Regions from separate parts of the Ovis aries genome. Here region 1 is linked to region 2. The links are chromatin contacts, called in public Hi-C maps. All regions are on one chromosome and are shown on one strand. The core of a region is the stretch at or near the end of the contact, and the rest is flanking DNA. Distances in the headings are between cores, read along the strand shown.

Evidence for each region. Hi-C and Micro-C count contacts between places; a contact is called where the count stands out from the background.
Region 1: a Hi-C map of mixed tissues shows a contact between it and region 2, with 6 times the contacts expected there. The contact joins the promoter of RPS6 here to the promoter of HAUS6 in region 2. A contact is called at or near these places in 5 of 16 Hi-C or Micro-C datasets (blood, mixed tissues, omental adipose tissue and 1 more).

The regions. Positions count from the first base shown.
Region 1 is chr2:87,896,996-87,902,191 of ARS-UI_Ramb_v3.0, forward strand. It overlaps RPS6 (ribosomal protein S6), which reads right to left and starts at 3,341. Exons shown (of 6, transcript XM_004004394.6): 1 at 3,295-3,341; 2 at 2,653-2,784; 3 at 1,911-2,121; 4 at 1,604-1,750. The coding sequence starts at 3,300.
Region 2 is chr2:87,684,817-87,690,034 of ARS-UI_Ramb_v3.0, forward strand. It overlaps HAUS6 (HAUS augmin like complex subunit 6), which reads right to left and starts at 2,440. Exons shown (of 17, transcript XM_012126676.5): 1 at 2,028-2,440. The coding sequence starts at 2,155.

The DNA of each region.
Region 1 (5,196 bases), core at 2,091-4,590, 210 kb after region 2:
TTCATTGAGCCTGTCTGGATTATAAATCTGCTTCACAGCAGGAATCTTTTCAGATGTAATGGTTTTAGTTTGAGACCCCTGTGAGATCAATAAACACTCCATATAAACAGAGTCTAAGACTAAATGATCAACTGTCCAGGTTCTGCTAAATGATAAAAGAATCCCAGGGACGGGGGAGCCCAGTGGGCTGCCGTCTATGGGGTCGCACAGAGTCGGACATGACTGATGTGACTTAGCAGCAGCACTTAATAATGTTATTTCCAGAGATGCGACTACAATTGTGTATTTATACCATATCTTCAGCACTTAATAGAACCTGGCACAGAGAAGGTTTCCAAATATTTGGAATGAGTAACCAATAAGCACTCACCACATGCCAGGTATTAATTAGCTTATTTAGGCCCACACTCCTGGAAACCAATACCCCAGTTTTTTTCCAATTTGTCAGGAAAACTCAACCTGAAACTAGCATGTTATTTATGATGATGTCTTATGTTGACTAACAATATACCTGCTTAAAATGTAAAACACCAAGTTTTCTTGAAAAAACTAAAAACTGAGTTCCCATATGATCCAACAATCTCACTCCAAGGCATATATCGACACGACTGTAATTCAGAAAGATACATGCTCCCCTATGTTCATAGCAGCACTATTCACAATAGCCAAGACAGGAAAACAACCTCAATGTCCACCAACAGATGAATGGATGTCATGCATATATACAGTGGAATACTAAACTACAAAAAATGACAGTGTCATTTGCAGAACATGGATGAACCTAGAGATGATCACACCGAATGAAGCCACAGTTAAGACACATACAATATCACTTAAACATGTGGATTCTAAAATATAACACAAACTTTACAAAACAGACTCACTGACACACAGAACAGACTCGTGGTTGCCAAGGGAGGTTGGGTGTGGAGGGATGGATTTGGAGTTAGGGATTCTCAGATGCAAATTATTACACATGGAATAAAGTCCTACTCATATCATAGCACATGGAATATATTCAATACCCTGAGATAAATCAACAGAAAAGATTTTACATATATCTGAATCACTTTGCTGTACAACAAAATTAACTTAAAACATTTTTATAGTAAGTCAACTGTACTTCAACATAAAAGTTATATGTATGTTCCCTGGTATTTTGAATGGTTTTCTAATTCACAAAACTATCGCTATCCACATTCAGAAGTTAAGGCAACTTATGTTAATAAAGGCATCAATTTTGGTAAACAAAAAACTAAAACCACTGATATGTTAAGAAACCAAGTGTGTGGGCATGAAAGCATATTCAATCACAATCCCAGACTTTTCTCTTAACCCCAAAGCAATGAACTTAACTGATGTTATCTTTGAATGAACTCATACAATGACTCAAAAGCAAATTTTCAAGAAAAATTCTAACACTATAGGGCACTGGTTATAATGAGAATTAATTCCAATTGCATCATCTTGACCCTTTTCCACACTAATTTCCTAAAAATGCATATTCTAGGTAAATAGTAGGCAGAGATTGGCTTCCAACATGCATATAGAATGGTACAACCAATGAAATTAAGAAATCTCTATACTGCATAATCCCTCATACCGTCTTTGTTTAGGGGCTTTCGCACAACATATTGGCGGACATCATCTTCTTTAGAGAGATTGAAAAGTTTGCGGATTCTGCTAGCTCTTTTGGGACCCAGGCGACGAGGCACTGTAGTATCAGTGAGTCCGGGAATATCCTTCTCCCCTAAAAGAAAAAAGTGAACAGATGTTTTTAATTCAACAACTTCCTTACAAACAAGAACCCTAAACTGTTCAGGCATTACCAAAGCCACTTAGTCCACTTTCAAAGACAATCAGCTTTAAGTCAGTGTTGACAAAAATAAACTCCAGAATAAAAGGCTCACCTTTTTTCACGATGACCAAATTGAGAACACTCAGATTGGCATCCACAATGCAACCCCGCACAGATTTGCGCTTTCTCTCTCCAGTCCTCCTTGGTCTGTAACAGGAATGCCCCTTACTCAGAAGCAGGCGAACTCGGCCATGGGTCAAGACACCCTGCTTCATGGGGAAACCCTGCTTGTCGTTCCCGCCACTGATTCGGACCACATAACCCTGCAAAAGAACACGATGACACATTAAAAACAAAGCACTGTGGCCTCTAAGTACACCCTTAATTCTACTTAGTACCGTTCATTAGGACCGATTTGACATTTTAAATACTTTCCTCTGGTCACTAAATTTTGTCTATACTAACAGTTTCCCAAGTTAGACTGGCAAAATCCTTTCAACCAAGTCATATTTCTAGCCTTTATTTTACCAGAGTTGTTAACTCCTGGGGTAGAAAGAGTATGTTATGAAACCAAAGTATCAAGGAACCATAAATCAGAAACAATCTTCTTGGCACTTTTGAAGATCCCTTTGGAGGCCTTTAGCTTGCAGGTCAAGAACGATATATTTTTCATTTGATCTACATAAGCATAACCCTGCCAAGTGATAGCGCCACCTTATAAAGTGACATTTGGAACTAACAACCCGAGTGTGAACCCCATTACATTTACCAATTACCAATAGCGTTTACCACCTCTCTTAAATAGAGCTAACAATTCAACGCGACAGTTCAACTTGTAACAATTCAACTTTTACCTTCCATTCTTCACCCAAGGCGTCAGCAGCAACTTCTGTGGCCATACGCTTCTCGTAGAAGGTACGAAGTTTTCGTTCATCGTCCACTTCAATGAGCTTCTGGCAGCCAGTGGCCGGGAAAGAGATGTTCAGCTAAAAATTACAGACAAGGGGGAAAAGAACTTCATGAAAATCGCAGAACCACTAGAAAAGTTATCCCATAGCAAAAAGCCTTTCCTGTCACCCGCACACAACTAACAGAAAATTTGATTACATTCACTAAAGGACACGTGCAAGGCGCCACAAACACGGCACTAAAAATAGGACCCATCTTGCAAGGCTTGCGGAATGCCGCCACGGATAATTACTGTCCATAGCCGTTCACGCTCTCAGATCAAGGAGCCTGACCTACGTGCCGTCAGCCCGGCCGCCTCTATCCTGCCTGGGGGTCAAGACGCCACCATGGCGCTCCCAGACCGGCGTAGCTCCAGCTGCAATCGCTCGCCATCCGCTCTCCCATGGAGCTTCGGCCCCAGAAGAGCGATCCTTCTGCTGCCTCAGACCCTTCTCCATCCAGGGCCAGGATTTTCGAGCCCAGCGACAAATCATAGGACTTGCTCCACGTTCCACAAGCCTACCCGGACACCCGTCACCAAGTCCTACCTTCATTCTGAAGCGGCCGACAGCCTCCGAGGCGCCACGAAAAAGAGACCCAACTTCCGCTTAGCCCAGGTCACATAGGCTCTTCCAGTTCTCGCGAGATGTGCAGACGCCTGGTATAGTGGAAGTGAGTATTGGTAGGCAGTACTTCCGGGGTGGGGCTAATCAGCGGTTGGGAGATAAGAGTCGGTGGGCGGTGCGTACGAGAAGGCACAGGTTTAGTACGGAAGATTAGTTCTTCTACTGTGTTCTTTCCTGTATGATTCTGGGTTAGGGAGCAGTTCTGGTCCCGAAGTTTTGCAGTTTAGGAGCGTGCCCTGCCCTGGTTCCGGTCTTGAAAACTTGTGCTTTGTGTTTTCTTAAATACTTGATCATCCACTTGTCCTTTAACCGCTTTGCAGTCATCGTTCTGTCACGTGCATGAGTGCTAAGTCCCTTGGGTCGTGTCCGACTCTTGCGACCCCATGGAATGAAGCCCTCCAGGCTCCTCTGTCCATGTGATTCTCCAGGCAAGAATACTGGAGTGGGTTGCCATGCCCTCTTCCAGATGATCTTCCCGACCCAGGGACGGAACCCGCGTTCCTTCTGTCTCCTGCATTGGCAGGCGAGTTCTTTACCACTAGCGCCACCTGCAGTTCTATCACAGAATGATGCATTCAGCCAGCCTTTCTTTTTTTTATAATAGTATATTTTTATTTTTTTATTTTTAAATTTTAAAATCTTTAACTCTTACATGCGTTCCCAAACATGACCCCCCCACCCACCTCCCTCCCCACAACATCTCTCTGGGTCATCCCCATGCACCAGCCCCAAGCATGCTGCACCCTACGTCAGACATGGACTGTCAGCCAGCCTTTCTTGAAAGCCAGTTAACCATAGTTACTCCAAGTCCTGGTGCCTCCCAAAGAGCCTCTCTGCTTTCTGCCTTTTCTCTGCGATCTTTTTAAAATGCAAAGTTCTGTCAACTCCATTGTTGGAGATGCGCAATTTATTTCCCACTATAATTAAATACTTTCCAAACTTCTTAACCTACTTTCATATATTTTTCACAGTCCAAAGCTCAACTATTGCCATTTGTTAATACCATGCAAGGCTTTCAGCTTACATGTCCTTCCTAAGAGAAGCCTTGCCTGACCACACAACCAGAAATTGTATTCCTCTCCTCTAGTGTAGCACTATTTTCCTTTATAGTACTGTTTAATCACAATACATAAATGGTCTGCTTATGGTCTGTCTGCATACTAGATGGTAAATTAGGCTAGGTCTCATAACTTCACTACGGTATACTCAGGAAGCAGTAAAATGCATGGCACTTAATAAGTAAGGCTTAGTAATATTATGTGATCATAACCCTAGTTTTGATATGTATTAGTCTTTCAGAGTGTGGTAGTATGGAGCCAGCTAGCAGAGGAAGAATGAGTTGAGTGTATTGCAGTAAATCTTGAATCAGCAATGATTCAGCTCTTAATAGAACAGAAAGATGTGGGGAAAATACGGTGCACTTGATAGTCCTCCAGAACATTGTTGGGAGAATGAAAATCCAGATCTAACTTTGAAACCCACCGTACCCTGAAGAATGGAACACTTACTATCCATTACATATTTACTCCATATTTTTTCCTCAAGAAAAAAAACCCTGCGTTTAAAATAAATTTTTACTTTCCAAAATTATCACATCCATCTTCTGCTTCAGTATCACAAAGGTTTGAGTTTAGGCCTGCTTCACATTCAAAGTTGAAAGATTCTGCTAAATCCTATTTGTGTGGTAAGTCTCTTCACTTGTGTTCGACTCTTTGCGGCCTTGTGGACTGTAGCCCACCAGGCTCCTCTGTCCATGGGGTTCTCCAGGCAGAAATACTGGAGTGGATTATCATGCCCTCCTCCAGGAGATCTTCCTGACCCAGG
Region 2 (5,218 bases), core at 1,190-3,689:
TGATGGATAGGGAAGCCTGGTGTGCTACAGTCCATGGGGTCACAAAGAGTTAAACATGACTGAGTGACTGGACTGAAGTGAACTGATGTGTGCGCGTGTGTGTGTGAATCAACTAAGTGAATCAAATTTTTTTTTTAAAGCAAATTTGATGCCATATTCATGCTTAAAGAATTTTAACGGGGATGTCTGTTTCAAAAGAGTAGATCCCTTCCACTAACCAACTAAGATGACTCTAAAGACATGGTGGGGGAGGTGGGGGGTGGAAATCTATGACAATGTAAAAAAAAAAAAAAAAAGATCACTGAACCAAAACTTGACTGATTTTAGTTAATTTTGAAAGGCAGAAAGCAGACTGCAATTGTACAAACCAGAGCAGAGAAAAAACTAAGATTGCCAAAACAATAGAGATGATACACTGACAACGGGAATCATTCTCAGTGGAGGCCTCAAGATTTAAACTTCTCTGTCATACTTTGGGGCATCAAATCATGTGACATAAATGGAACATTTATTAATACAGAATCATAACTTGATAAATGCTACCCACTGGTTGTCAATTTTTAGGCTAGACAAAGCATTTCTATATATAAATAGTAGTAACTTCTAAACAAATAGTTCCCAAGCAAAACTTATTATAATTACAGCTCTAACCTTTGACAGCAGGTGCTCACTTGTGTCCCACCAACTGGAGCCCTGCCAGCTCTTCTGGCCACGGGATTCTCCAGGCAAGAAGGCTGGAGTGGGTTGCCATTTCCTCCTCCAGGGGATCTTTCCCACCCAGGGTTCCAACCAGCGTATCTTACATTGGCAGGCAGATTCTTTACCACTGAGCCACCAGGGAAGCCCTACACCCATATTACTGATGAGGAAACTAAGGCACAGAGAGGTTAGGAGTCTCTAAATCTTGACACTAAAACAATTTTAATACAGCTGAAAAAGTCAAGAAAAGGGAGAAGGCAAAAGAGGGTAGTAACTAATTTTCGTATAAAGAAAAGGCTACCTTCACTGTGAAATTACTTAGCGGGAAATCAAGAGATACTTTTAAGATTAATACATCAAGAAATAGAGGACTAAGCACATTATTTAAATACTGTCACAAGAAGGATGGAAATAACATAATTACAAATGTCAAGAAGATTGAGAACAGGATCCCAAATTTTCGTTGGCCTTCAGTGGGGAAGATAATACTGTGTAAAGTTGCTAAGACACAGAAATATAAAAAAAGTTTCTTTTTATAATGAGACTGTAACATTTATAGCAGAGTAGGAAGGAGCCTTTACTTTTCACCTTAGTACCACTCTCCACTGGTTTTTTGCTAACTGTGGCATCAGTTCAGTTCAGTCGCTCAGTCGTGTCCGACTCTTTGCGACCCCATGAATCGCAGCACGCCAGGCCTCTCTGTCCATCACCAACTCCTGGAGTTCACTCAAACTCACGTCCATCGAGTCCGTGATGCCATCCAGCCATCTCATCCTCTGTCGTCCCCTTCTCCTCCTGCCCACAATCCCCCCCCTCGCCCCCCGCCCTCGCCCTGCATCAGTCTTTTCCAGTGAGTCAACTCTTCGCATGAGGTGGCCAACGTACTGGAGTTTCAGCTTTAGCATCATTCTGTGGAATGCTTCAGTCTAATAAGCAAAAAGTATAAACTAAAGAGCAACTACTTTAACAGCCCCCCTTGAGTCCTAACGGCGTTTCTATACAATGGAAGGCGGTGGCTCTCCGTTACCAAATCGCCCCCTCCCTTGACTTCACAGACCAACCAGCTTCACGACCAAACCAGGACTAAGCCCCCACCTCCAGTTTCGCCCCAACTGCAGACTCGACTTCCTACAAAGCGCTCCCAGCTAGGTTCCATAACGGACAGTCTCTGCCACCAGGTCAGCTGCCGCTAGGAGCAAAGGCTTTGTAGCCAGCGCCGCACCACGGTAACCGACTACCTAATTATCAACCCGCCGGTCCGCAACAGGGCGGGCTGCACCAACGTAACCAGTCTCAGACACCCCCGCCGCCAGCCCAGTCCTCCTTACACTCCGAAGTGCGTGTGTGACACGGTATTTCCGCAGGCTATGGTCGCCAGACAAGGCTCGAAGCCGAGCGCCTGCAGGTACATCCACAGACGCTCCTTTTCGAAAGAAGTGACCCAGGCCGATCTCATCTTCGCCGTAGGCAGGGCCCGGCAAAGGAAGAAAGCACAGGCTCCAAGGACTGAGAGGGCCCCTCAGGCTTCTTTCCTAAGGGCAGCCTAAGGTGGCGGCGGCCCCTCCACTGCCAACACTTGAACCTCTCTCGTTCGGAGCCATTTCGCCTCAAATGGCCTCAAGTAGCCTGAAATTCTAAAGTCTCAGGAAAATAGAACCTCTAACTGTAGCACCGCACAGCGGCCAGAGCAAAGACACCACAAACCGAGCGTCCCGCGCTTCCGGAAGACGCCGCCCGGCTCGCGGTGGAGGACGGGCTCCCTGGGAGGATTATATCTCCCGCCATGCAATGCGCCCTCCCCTTGGTCTTTTCCGCGCAAGACCGGCGGGGAACAACAAGACCCAGAAGGCTTTGCGGGGCTGGGGAACTTTTTCGCGCTTGCAGGCTTCAGCACGGCATTGTTTGGCTTCGCGCTTCCTGACTTTTTGTCTGATCTCTGTGTTTCCTCTCGCTCGTATATGCCTACTACGTCAGATAAAAACCACAGGCCGTTATTCAGTGTAGTAGAAAAGGCATTCTCAGCTATTCTCAGTATATGTGTAACCCTGAGCATGTCGCCTCATTTCTGAGCGTCGGGGCTATTATTAATAAAATCTTCAATGCCCTAAAGTGCCCTAACCCTAAAGTTCCTTTCAGCTCCTTACTTTAAGAAATCTGGCTCTCCCCTACGCATATACCTTTCCTCTGCAGCCCTGTCAATTGATGATTGCTTTCTCCTCTACATGCCGTACGTATATCAATACAACCAGACCTGGAAATGGGGTGGGTATCCTACTTATTTCTTATCACCAGTTTAGCCATTATTGCCTCACTAAAACCACCAGCTTATTTGAAATGTATGCGGTCACCCGCAACTCTTCCTTATGGAGGTCAAGTATAAGATCTCCAGGTTGCTGGACCTTGTTCTGAAATTTCGCATTTAATTCTCTGTCTCTCCAACGTTACTCCTGTAATAATTTTTTGATGATTTCATTGTCCATGTATTGACCTTTCCAATGCCCTGGCCTCTCAGTTTCTTGACCTCTTCTCAGCACCCTAGCCCCCCTTCTCTTTGCCAGATTTATCTGGCAGAAAACAAATCACTATTGAATCAGTTCTCTGCCTACTCCATACCTGAAGTTTAGCAGTTTAATGCAATCATGATGCCTGGTGTCATCCAAAATTCATGATAACTGAAGTAGACTTTTAGGCCTGCCCTCTCCACCCTACTATTTTTCCCAAATCTCACTCTCCATACAATTATACATATAGTCTTCCCTCTCTTGATCTTCCAGTATCTTCCTCCTCCTCACTCTCAATGATGAACTTTGTTCTTAGTTGATAGGTGCTTCCCAAAAAGAACCTCCATCAACAATTTACCAGTCTGCCTATATCTATGCCCATATAGTCTTCCTTGTCTCAGGGTGTAGCTACCTAAGACCAAGCCTCTCGCTCATTTGATATGCTGTATTCCTTTTCTCACACTCCAGTATTTGTCCTCTACTCTCTCCTGCATCATCAGTTCTCCCCTCAGTATATAAACATGCTGTTAATATCGTCCATATAGGCCATTACAAATTATTGAATAGAGTTCCCTCTGCTATACAACAGGTTTTTATTACTACCTATTTTATATATAAGGGCTTCCCTTGTGGCTCCAGCAGAAGATGCAGGTTTGATCCATGGGTCCAGAAGATCCCCTGGAGATGGAAATGGCAACCCACTCATTTTCTTGCCTGGGAAATCCCATGGACAGAGGAGCCTTGTGGGCTACAGACTATGAGGTCGCAAAGAGTCGGACACGACTTAGTGACAAACTTTCACTGTCACTTTTCACTAAATTTTATACTTAATAGTGTGTATATTTCAATCCCAATCTCCCAGTTTATTCCTCCCCTCCCTTATCCCCTGGTAACTATGTTTGTTTTCTACATCTGTGAGTCTACTTCTGTTCTGTAAATAAGGTCATTTGTACTTTTTTTTAGATTCCATATATAAGTGATATCATATGGTATTTGTCTGCATCTGACTTACTTGACAATCTCTAGGTCCATCCATGTTGCTGCAAATGGCATTACATTGTTCTTTTTTATGGCTGAGTAATATTCCATTGTATATATGTACTACATCTTCTTTATCCACTCCCCTGTAAATGGACATTTAGGTTGCCTCCATGTTCTGGCTACTGAAAGTTGGGATGTAGGTATCCTTTTGTTTGTTTTTAATAATACAATTTTTTTTTAATTTTGCAAGTCCTTTTATTTTTAATACTTTGGCTGCACCTGGTCTCAGCTGCAGCATGTAAGATCTAGTTCCCTGACCAGGAATAGAACCCAGGCTCTCTGCATTAGGAAGCATGGAGTCCTAGCTACTGAACACCCAGGAAAATCCCTGTTTTCAATAATATAATTGCAGTTTTTTTCATTTCCCCTCCCCTTTTTCTTACAAGTAATCTGTTGAAGAACCAGGGCTACTTGACCTGAATAATTTTCCCTGGTCTGGATTTCACTGATTGCATCCTCATGATACAGTTCAACATGTCCCACTGTCCCTGTCCTCTGTATTCCCTTCAAATTGACACCTGGCTCCAGAGGATTGACCAGACTCATGTATGATGCCTTTGGTAGCACTAGATGATGGTTGGTGTAGGCTTCTTCATCAGAAAGTATGCAATATCTGTTTATACCATTGACAGGCATTAATGCTAAGTGCCTAGATCCATAATTCACAAATGATTGCAAAATGTTGAAATTCTAATTTACCGTTTGTTACGGGCTGAATGTTTGTGTCCCCCTGCCAAAAATTTCTATGTTGAAACCCTGTTGCTCAGTGTGATAGTATTAGAAGGTTGGGTCTTTGCGATGCAATTAGGATTAGATGCAGTCTTAAGGGTAAAGCCCTCATGAATGGAATTACAAGAGGGTTTGCTTCCTGTCTCTGTTCTTCCCACTACATGGTGATACACGGAGAAGCCAACTCTCTGCAACCCGGAAGGGCCTTCACCAAAACCTGACTCTGCTGCACCCTGATCTCAGACTTC